Regions from separate parts of the Hordeum vulgare genome. Here region 2 is linked to region 1. Evidence: chromatin contacts called from public Hi-C data. All regions are on one chromosome and are shown on one strand. The core of a region is the stretch at or near the end of the contact, and the rest is flanking DNA. Distances in the headings are between cores, read along the strand shown.

Region 1 (5,261 bases), core at 300-2,799:
CCCTCGTGGTCAGGTTGATCGTGCTCTGGCGTTGTCAATAACCTCTCGGAGTTGGTTTAGCGATTGCGAAGGCGCGACATCCTCACACAATCGTAGTCGTATCGTCAAAGTCTACTCCATGAAAATGATAACCACCATCTCATAAAAAGACAGGGACAACTTTGCCTCTATTATATGATCATTTTGTTGTCTATGTATCCACGCATGTATTTCAGTTCCCAATCAATACAATTATAACACACATAATAAACGATTATCATGAACAAGAAAAATATGGTAATAACTAATTTATTATTGTCTTTAGGGAATATTTTTTGGGGAAAATATAGATCGAGGCCTTCTCCTTTAAACCTTAGAGCATTAACAAGATTTAATGGCTAGAGAAAGATCGGGCAAAAATAAGGTTAAGAGCAATTTGTTGTGCTACTGTTATTTGATACAAATTTTAGAAAGCAATACATGAATTCCCAACATGCTAATTTTATTATTGCATAGGATATTTACATTTAATTTAAATGATTTAGTATTGTGATCACACATAATAATTTAACATGCAAAACACGTACAAATTATTAGTATATAGAAGTACGGATTTAAAGGGCAAGAAACCTCTTTTAAAAATAAGGTAAGAGACAAATTATGACTCATAAATTATATTTTTAACTAGCTTTCTTAGTTTCCTTTGAGATACATGGCTATGGTGGGGACGAGATATTTGCGAGCTCTAGCTGCTTTTTTTTGCATAGATGCGGGCTTTACCTGCTGACATGACAAGTCGGTAAGCTGTGAACATGCATACGTAGGACATGACTGGTGTTACAAGTTTGAGGATCGTATTGACGATGTATTAATAAGTTACGAGACTGTATCAAAGCATTTTGTGAGTTCAGGGACCGTATTGGATTTTGCTATCAAGTTTAAGGACCAACGATGCATTTTACTCTTCCCACGGTCACTTGAGGACAAATTTAATTTTTTTTGACCCAGAAGTGAAAATACTTCACAAACTGAACCACGTTTAAAAAAATTTCACGCAGGTAACCCTTTTGTGTGACGCTCGATGGTCAGGTGCCATACTATACTATGTGACGTCTTTGCCTTAGGCGTCACACAGTGTAGTGTGTCGCCTATGCCTTAGGCACCACATTAGGTTTTAGACGTCACACTACGACAAAGGCGTCACAAAAAAAATCACTTGAATAACTTTTTTTGTGAATAGTTTATTTTACAAATTAATTTCGTTTTTGATCAAATTTTTGCATTTTGCCCCACTGGAGCGACCGGACGAGCCGTTGCGTCGTCGTCTCCCGTTAAGCACTTCCCTTATTGCGCCTTGCACGGTGGGAAGCGTATTCATGCCCTTCTCCTTTTTTATGTTTGAGATAATTCATGCCCTTCTCTTTGCACATGTTAAGTTTCCCATAAGCCCATCATGAAGCCTTGCTTGTCTACAGGCCCGGCCAATGTTTGTTGGGCCACTACTCCATTGTTTCGTTTGGGCTTGTTGACCGGGGGGACTGGGGGGTAGACGACGCCGCCGGCGGAAGGCGACGAGCGGCACCACCACCTGGCACCTCACGCCCCACGCGTCAGTTCTCCAGGCTGCCCGCCCTCCCTGCATGGAGGCGCTGGCGCGGCGAGGCGCCTACTTTACCCCGCACCCCGCGCCGCTCTTCTCGCCCGTACGTTTCGGCTCCCCCGCGCGGTGCTCCTAGACAGTGGTGCTGCTGCGACCTCGCCTGCGCAGACGGATGGCTCCGTGGTGGTGCTTCGGGTTGCTCCTGCTGCTGTGTGCGTTGGCGGGAGCGGACGCCTCGAAGGGGAGGTGGGACCCGGTGATCCGGATTCCGAGGGAGGAGGAGCCCGCCACGGCGCGCGGCGACGGGGGCTCCCAGGAGGAGGAGGAGGACGGCGTCGGGACGAGGTGGGCGGTGCTCGTCGCCGGATCCTCCGGCTATGGGAACTACAGGCACCAGGTGAGCAGCTGACCGCAGCCGGAGATCATAGGCGTGGTGATGCGTGCGTTTGGGCGCGTTGTTGTTGTTGTTGTTGTTGCGTACGTAGCTCGATTTTGCTTGAAACGAGATGAGCGTGACAGCTGAAGGATTGGCGGTCTGTGGAAGTTCTCTTGCGGCAATCAGTGTGCCGTTCTCAATATTGCCGATATTATTGGTGTTGAGATGTTGGAGTTCGCGGATTTGGAGTTTTACACGTTCAATTTTGGGGTTGATCGGTGACCCAAAAGCTCAAATCAAAACTAACCCCGACCCCCCAGTTCTGAAATCAGCACAGTTGTTGGTACTCGGAGGCAGATGCAGAACTTGACAACTCCAAGGTTTTCCTATCCTAGTTATGAACTACCGTACTTAAGAATCGTAAGAATCTCCAAATAGGGACATCTGATGGTCTAATTCGTATCCTGCTATCCCCAACTGCAGTTGTCTGTTTGTTAGGAAGCTCCAGACAGTGATGTTTTGTTTTGTTTGTTCTCTTGATCTTGTATACCACCGCTAGCTGTTTTCAGGAGAGATTCAGTGTCGGTAGCAGCTTGATTATAATGGGGAAATGGTTTCTGTTTTTTAGTGTAAGGGTAGAAACCGAGATAAATTTTGCCACTGAATAAATAATGGTGATGCTGGACAGTAGATGACAAAAGAAATAAGAGCTAGATATTCATCATGTGGATACTTGCACTTTTGATCAGATCGCTAGTGCACACTGGAATTTTGTAGCAGTCCTGGACTGAAAGCGTGATTGAACATTTTGCCTGTTGATACAATAAATATGGGCTTAGATCTTGCTTTGGTTCGAAACCAAGGAGATACCAGCAAACAGCTATGTTTACTGGACCATTTGTTGACCTCTTGATTTGTTTTTGGTGTGTTGCTGTTGCAGGCCGATATATGCCATGCCTACCAGATATTGAGAAAAGGGGGCGTAAAAGAGGAGAACATCGTGGTGTTTATGTATGATGACATTGCCAAAAACGCTCTCAACCCGAGGCCAGGGGTTATCATCAACCACCCAGAGGGCGAAGATGTATATGCTGGCGTTCCAAAGGTATGACTTGGTAGCTTAACTTGGAGTTGAACATTATGATCACTAGTCATCAACCAACTCATTTGCATGAGCGTATTATAATATATTACATGTAATCACGTATATTCAGAATTATTAAATTAAGTAGTTCACAGAAGAACAATTTCAGATTTACCAAGATATGGAAAATCTTCAGGAGGAATTTAAAATTACAATGTAGCAAAATCTCCAAAATAACATTGCATGTGGGCCAATGTATGTTGTTGTGTGCACCCATATAACTCGGCCTCAACATTGTGAATAACTTATTTTGTGTTCTAGCTATTTAGCTACTTACATGATGACGGTCTTACCATTATTTTTGTCTCCTGAATCCTGATGGGAATCGCTAGTATATTCATGGGGAATAAAGAGGCGTGTTATTAGGCTAATACTCCCCCGTTCCTAAATATAAGTCTTCTAAGAGACTCCACTACGGACTACATACGCATGTATATAAACATACTTTAGAGTGTAGATTCACTCATTTTGCTCCGTATGTAGTCCGTAGTGAAATATCTTAAAAGACTTACATTGGGGAACAGAGGGAGTACTTCAATATGTAGGCGTGTTATTATATTGGTTTTGCTAATTAAGTTGTTTGGCTTCGCCAATTAGTTCTTTTACAGCATGTATTTTACTTCATCTCAAAGTTTACCTTTATATCTAAGCAGTTTAATGATTTTTTATCCATGATATATGAATTGAGTTACCTTGATTGTTACCTACTCAACACTATGTCTTGCTCATCCAAATCTGAAGTAGAGTACTTTACTGCAACATCCTGCCTACAAACGGATCGTCCTAACATAGGTGAATCAAAGATGTGTGTGGTCCTATGCTTTGTAAATAGAGTTTCAAAGGGGAAAAGCGCAGCAAATTGCATCCTGCAGCTATCTTATACTATCACTATGCACTATGGAGTTATCTATTGCTTCTGTGCTGGTGGCAATAATCAGCTGGTTCCAGTCCGCCATCGCTAAGGAAAGGCTAATCTTCATTGATAATGATCGCATTATGCTGGATTTGGAAACAGTGGAATGCTGCGGTCTTCTACGGAGTTGGACTCGACTTGTCAGTGTTGTTTGCCACTATCCGTGCAGTGATGGGATTGTGGTCTAAGGCAGGGAAACGGTCTTCAGGCCTCACTTTCGGTGGAACGTGGTGCTTAGGTCAATGGCATGTGTTGTGGGCAGTTGCCTAGCCAGGCTCAGCCTATGCCCCGGGTCAGCCCTTAGAGCTATAGTAGTTACAGTATACTAAGGTTTGACCGCTACGCCTCAGGCCGCTGCCCGGGCAACCTGGGCCTGGCTATGCCCCTGGTTGTGGGGGCTGTGTGTGTTTCGGTGTACTTGTAGGACTGTTCTACAGAAACTTAACTATCACTGCATCAAGACACAAATAAAGTAGTTCAATATCGGCATGTTCTTTTTGAGCTTCATATGGGCTTAAGAATTGTGTATACTAGAAGTACAGAACATATGTATTGCTCTTCTTTCAAGTCTGCTGAAGATAGCATGCAATATAATTTCAGGACTACACTGGAGAGGCAGTTACTGCTAAGAACTTCTATGCAGTTCTCTTGGGCAATAAAACTGCGGTCACTGGCGGGAGTAAGAAGGTCATAGATAGCAAATCAAATGACCATATATTTATCTACTACTCAGATCACGGGGGTCCTGGAGTCCTTGGTGTGTGGAAGTTATATCCGCTGCTTTGTTTTATTAGTTAGTTTTGTTCATCTTGTGTATTGACCTTTGCAAGTTTCAGGTATGCCCAACCTGCCATATCTCTATGCTGCTGATTTTATAAAGGTCTTACAAGAAAAACATGCATCCAATACCTACGCAAAAATGGTAAGGCTGCCCATAGTTACTTGTTTGTGGTAACCGTGTCCTGTTTGACTGAAGTCAGTGGTATAATTGGCAGGTTATATATGTGGAAGCTTGTGAAAGTGGCAGTATTTTTGAGGGTTTGATGCCTGCAGACCTCAATATTTATGTCACAACGGCATCTAATGCAGAAGAAAGCAGCTGGGGTACATACTGCCCAGGAATGGAACCATCGCCTCCTTCTGAGTATATTACTTGCTTAGGTGATCTCTACAGTATTTCTTGGATGGAAGACAGGTATATAACTTGTAACTGGAATTCACAATGAGAAGATTAATTTACAGAGTACCA
Region 2 (5,022 bases), core at 225-2,724, 120 kb before region 1:
TAAAGAAGAACTGCGACCATCAATTATTCACAGCCCAGGAGAGACCAAGCTGACAAAATTTAATTCACCTTATTTTCCTAACACTATCAGTACCAATAAGTTATGGTAAGTTTAAGGCCTTGTTCAATTGTACTATTATTAGTCCCCAAAACCCCTTTGTACCTTAATACCTAGAAACCAGACCATCTTGCCTTGATGTTGATCAGTTTACCACATCAATCAAACCTCTAAGCCTCACAATTGCTAGTCGCCATATATGCAGCAAGCACCATGACCTAATTGCCCGATAGTCAAAACTACTGCTACGGTACTCCAATGCTTATAGCAACCAATCATATACAAACAGCAGGTGTGAACTGAAGATCAGATCCTCATATTAGCTTTTAATAAGGCATGGAATCTGTACAATAAACCTCACCTTCCCCATTTCGATGTACACCGCTGCTCGGTTAGTGAGGTAGGAGATGTCCTCGTCATCAAGTTCCATGGCCTTTGTGTAATGCTGGATCGCCGTCTCGAAGTCCTTCTTCTTGTACGATGCATTCCCTGCCTCCTTCTCCTTCAGAGCAGCAGCTTTCCTCTCCTTCTTCTCCTTGTCCTCATCAGACACCTCCATGGGCTCCGGCTGTGGCTCAGGCTCCATCTCCCTCGCCTTTGTCTCGGGCTGTTGCCTCTGCTGCTGCGGTGGTGGCTGCGACGGCGAGGAGGACTGCGGAAAATCGGAGTCCTGGGGCGTCTGGATCTTGATGTTAAGCATGAGGCTGAGCACCTGCATCATGCGCGGGTCGGATAGGAACATGTTGAGACTGCTGGGATCCCGCTGCACGTCCCGCAGCATCTGCATGAAATCCGGCTGGTCGAGGTAGGCGCGCGTAGCGGGGTCGGAAGCGATCTTGGTCCAGAGCTCGGGGCCCTGGAACATCTGGCCGATCGCGTCGGCGCCGCCAGAAGGCGGGCGCCGCGGCGGGGCGGCCGCAGCCTTCTTGGCGTCAGCGAGGCCGGCCTTGAGGCCCTCGTTGCTGGGATCGAGGGCGAGGCCCTTCTCGTAGGCGGCGGCGGCGCTGGCCGCGTCGCCGAGGCCGAGGTGTGCGGCGCCGAGGCGCGAGTAGCCCTTGGCCCAGTCGGGCTTGAGCTCGACGGTCTTCTCGGCGTCGGCGAGCGCGTCGGAGTAGCGGTGGATCGAGGCGAGCGCCGCCGAGCGGTTGGAGTAGAGCACGTGGTTGGCCGGGGCGAGCGCGATGGCGTCGGAGAAGTGCCCCGCCGCCTCCTCGAAGCGGCCGGCCGAGAAGGCCGCATTACCTTTGGCCTTCGCCTCGTCGGCCATGGCAGGCGGTCCGATCGGATCGGGGGCGGGCCGGGGAAGCTTCGAGAAGGCTTGGCGGCTGGGTGGAGGAGGACAAATCCTGGGGTTAGATGGGGATTAAGGCGGAGCAGCAGCAGCAGAGTTTTCTAAAAACCGGGGCCGGGCCGAGCTCGCTCAAGGGTTCCGGAACCTTCCCACGGGAATAAAATGCACCGTTGGTCCTTCAACTTGGTGGCAATGTCCACAACGGTCCTTGAAGTCACAAAGTGCCCCAAGACGGTCCTGCAACTTGCCAATACAGCTCGTAGCAAAAAAAAAAACTTGCCAATACAGCGACAATACGGTCCTCGAACTTGTAACACCGGTCCTGGCCTATGTATTCGCGTACGCAGGATGTACACAACAGCGTACTGCACTCACCACATCAGCAGGAGGCCACAGTCAGCTTCTTATTCTTCGTGGGGTACGTCAACATCGTTACGCTGACTTCTTGGAGTAGAATAATTCATCTGTTACATGGATGATACAAGATTGTAATAAACATAGGAACACCAAAACCCTAAACTTCTCGCGGCGCCGTAGGCGATTTAGGGTTTTGACTGTGGTACCGCTTTCTCGCCGGGGCGAGCGTTGTCCGCTGCAAGGGATCGTCGATGACTGCCCCCAATGTCGTCGATGTGGAAGCAGGGAACAGTGCAAGGGAGGGTCGAGACGCGAGGAAGAAACTAGAGGAAACTCTAGGCAAGTTGGACATCTTTGAGAAACATGCCACCCCTCTGGTGATCGACGATCGCGTCGAAGGAAAATCTACCAGATGGTTACTAGCTGGTAAAATCCTTCACCGAAGCCTATTTCATATCCAGACCATCACCAATGCCCTCCGTCCAGCATGGGGACCCACGTGGACTGAAGTTCAAATCAGTTAGATCAAACACGTTCGTAGCTGAATTTGAGACCCAGCGCGACAGAGATCGCGTTTGGAACGGATCGCCATGGCATATAAACAAGCATGTCGTGGTTCTTGCGGAGTTCAATGAATGCATGAGGACGGACGAACTTAAGTTTTCCCGACTCCAAGTGTGGGCGCGGGTAGTGAAGCAAGGGGCGGTGCAGGAGGGGTTGCAGTTCATCGACAAGCCTTCTAGAAGCTTGGTGCAAACCATACATGGGGGTCTCAAATCCCCTGATCGCTTAACCCTTCGCGTTGCGGGATGGTGTCCGCTTCGTTTCTCTTAGGGGTTTCTCTCATGTGTCCATGGAAGTGGATTGCCTAGAGTTGGTTAAACTCTGAAACACTCGTCACAATTCTCACTCAAACTGTGGCTCCTATCCTTCTAGAAATAGGAGAGCTCAATAACATTTTCTCTTCATTTAGCTTACTTCATGTTAATAGATCAGCTAATATTCTAGCTCATCTTTGTGTAAAACATGCTTGCACTTTGAATGTGACCGACAGCTAGCTCGATATAACCCCTAGCTTCCTTGTGACCAGTCTCTTGGCGGACAGTCCTGGGTTGACATTCATATGAAATAAAGCTCTCCAAGTTACCTGCAAAAAAAGCTTCTTCTTCTTCGTCCCCCCTAAAAAAGCTTTTTCTTCATGCTCCTCCTCTCCTCCAGCCCGCCGCATCGGGGACCAAGGCGGCCATGTCCTCCCCGTAGGTAGCCGCCTCCTCCGCTCCCGCGAGCGCCTCTTCCCCTTCCACACCAAGCACAAGGAAGAGGACTGCAACTTGGTGTTCGTGGGCGTCCGAGAGGGGAAAGCCGACGCGGTGGTGTCCGGGTGGATCTCGCGGGGAACACGACACGCGGTTGTGGCAGCACTGGTTCCCACCATAGATGACGCGGTAAGCAGCATGATGTGTGGCACACCAACCGGTGGTCGCCAACCATGTAGCGCTCGTCTTCCTTTCCACTAGGCACAACAGTAGGCACTCGCAAGCAGGGCTCTCTCGATGAATTAACTACATGGAATTTTGAGGGATTTTGGATCAGAACCTGTGTTTTGGGGAACTTCATGTTGGGTAATGTTGCATGGGAAACAAAAAGTTTCCTACCCTCACCAAGATCATTCTATGGAGATCAACATCTACGAGAGGGGAGGTGTATCTACATACCCTTGTAGATCGCTAAGCGAAAGTGTTGAGAAACGCGATTGATGTAGTCGAACGTCTTCGTGATCCAATCACGATCCGTCCCACGATCCAATCACGATCAAGTGCCGAACGAACGACACCTCCTCATTCAACACACATGCAGCTCGATGACGCATTCACCTCCTGGATCTAGCGAGTGGCGGTGAAGTAGAGGTTGAGTTCTCCGGCAACACGACGGCGTGGTGGCGGTGGTGGTGGACCGATCTCGGCAGGGCTTAGCCAAGCACTACCGTGGTCACGACGACAGAGAAATACTACGAGAGAGAGGAGGCATCATCGTGGTTTTTTCAGGTGTGGTTGCCCTTCCCCTTTTCTAGTATATATAGGAGGGAGGGAGGAGGGGTTGCGCCATCAAGGTGGCTTGCCCACCAAGAAAGGGGGCGCCACCCTTGGGCCAGCCCTCTATCAACCCTTGCCCGCATGGGCCTAGGTATGAAGGGGCACCAAGCCCACTAGGGGCTAGAGCGCACCCAACTCAGCCCATGTGGACCCTCCGAGGGTGGTGGACCCTTTCCGATGGACTCCAAAACCCTTTGGGCATTCCAGGTACATTACCGGTGATGCCCCGAAACTTTTCCGATGACCAAAATGGAATTTCCTATATATCAATTTTTACCTCCATGTAACAGCCTGGAACCGATGCTCTAAAAGACCCCCCCTTTATTCCATTGTCGCCTTGTGATTTATTTATTTGTCGCATTCATCATCGCATCATGCGCATCATCTGCATTGCATTGGCACTCTGTTGTCATCTGTTTTCAAAACTTGCATCCATTATTAGTTGCCGGTTCTCTCCATTTTCGTCGTTGGCCATTTCGAGACCAACCACATACGCACGCGCCCGCGACATCCTTAAAATATTGTTGTTTAAAAGTGTGTAAAAAAATCTCAGATTGGGTTGAAACTTGGCGTGCGGTCTTATTTTAATGTAGGTAGGACACCTGCCAAATATCGTTGCAATCGGAGTCCGCTTGATACCCGAACGGTCGACCGTAGATGCATCGTCATTAGTTTATTTTCGGATGTTTTCGTGTTTTGAAACGTTGTCACGTGCCGCACCACTTCCCTCTCATCCGCACATAGCCCATCTACACGGCCCACTAGACCCACCTAGCCCTTCTGTGACAGCCCGAGACCGACGTTCCAGAAGATTCCCCTTCTATTCTGTTTTCGTCGTGTGTCTATTTTCTTTTGCCGCATCCTCATCGCATCATGCGCATCATCTGCATTGCATCGGCATTCCGTTGCCGCCAGTTTTCAAAAACTTGCATCCGCTGTTAGTTGCCGGTTCTCGTCGTTGTCCGTTCTGAGCCCGACCGCACATGCACGCGCCCGCGGCACCGTCGAGCCCTGTTTTAAAAGTGTGCGTAAAACTTTCTCTGGTCGGGGCGAAACTTGGCATGCGGTCGTAATTTGTTTTAGCTAGGCCGCCTGTCGAATTTCGTCGCGATCGGAGTCCGTCTGGTACCCGAACGGTCGACTGTAGAGGCACCGTATTCGGTTTACCATCAGACGTTTGTCGGTGTTTCAAATCGTGTTGCCGCGCTGCCCGTTTCCCCTCTC

The links. A called contact is a pair of places that touch in the nucleus more often than the background predicts.
Region 2: a Hi-C map of leaf shows a contact between it and region 1, with 4 times the contacts expected there. The contact joins the promoter of LOC123406222 here to the promoter of LOC123401780 in region 1. A contact is called at or near these places in 2 of 6 Hi-C or Micro-C datasets (leaf and seedling) and 1 of 1 datasets of contacts at active chromatin or transcription factors (embryo).

The regions. Positions count from the first base shown.
Region 1 is chr6H:397,982,266-397,987,526 of MorexV3_pseudomolecules_assembly, reverse strand. LOC123401780 (vacuolar-processing enzyme beta-isozyme 1-like) reads left to right here and starts at 1,549. Exons shown (of 9, transcript XM_045095631.1): 1 at 1,549-1,976; 2 at 2,896-3,060; 3 at 4,613-4,769; 4 at 4,849-4,934; 5 at 5,008-5,207. The coding sequence starts at 1,752.
Region 2 is chr6H:398,105,921-398,110,942 of MorexV3_pseudomolecules_assembly, reverse strand. It overlaps LOC123406222 (hsp70-Hsp90 organizing protein), which reads right to left and starts at 1,474. Exons shown (of 7, transcript XM_045099710.1): 1 at 419-1,474. The coding sequence starts at 1,324.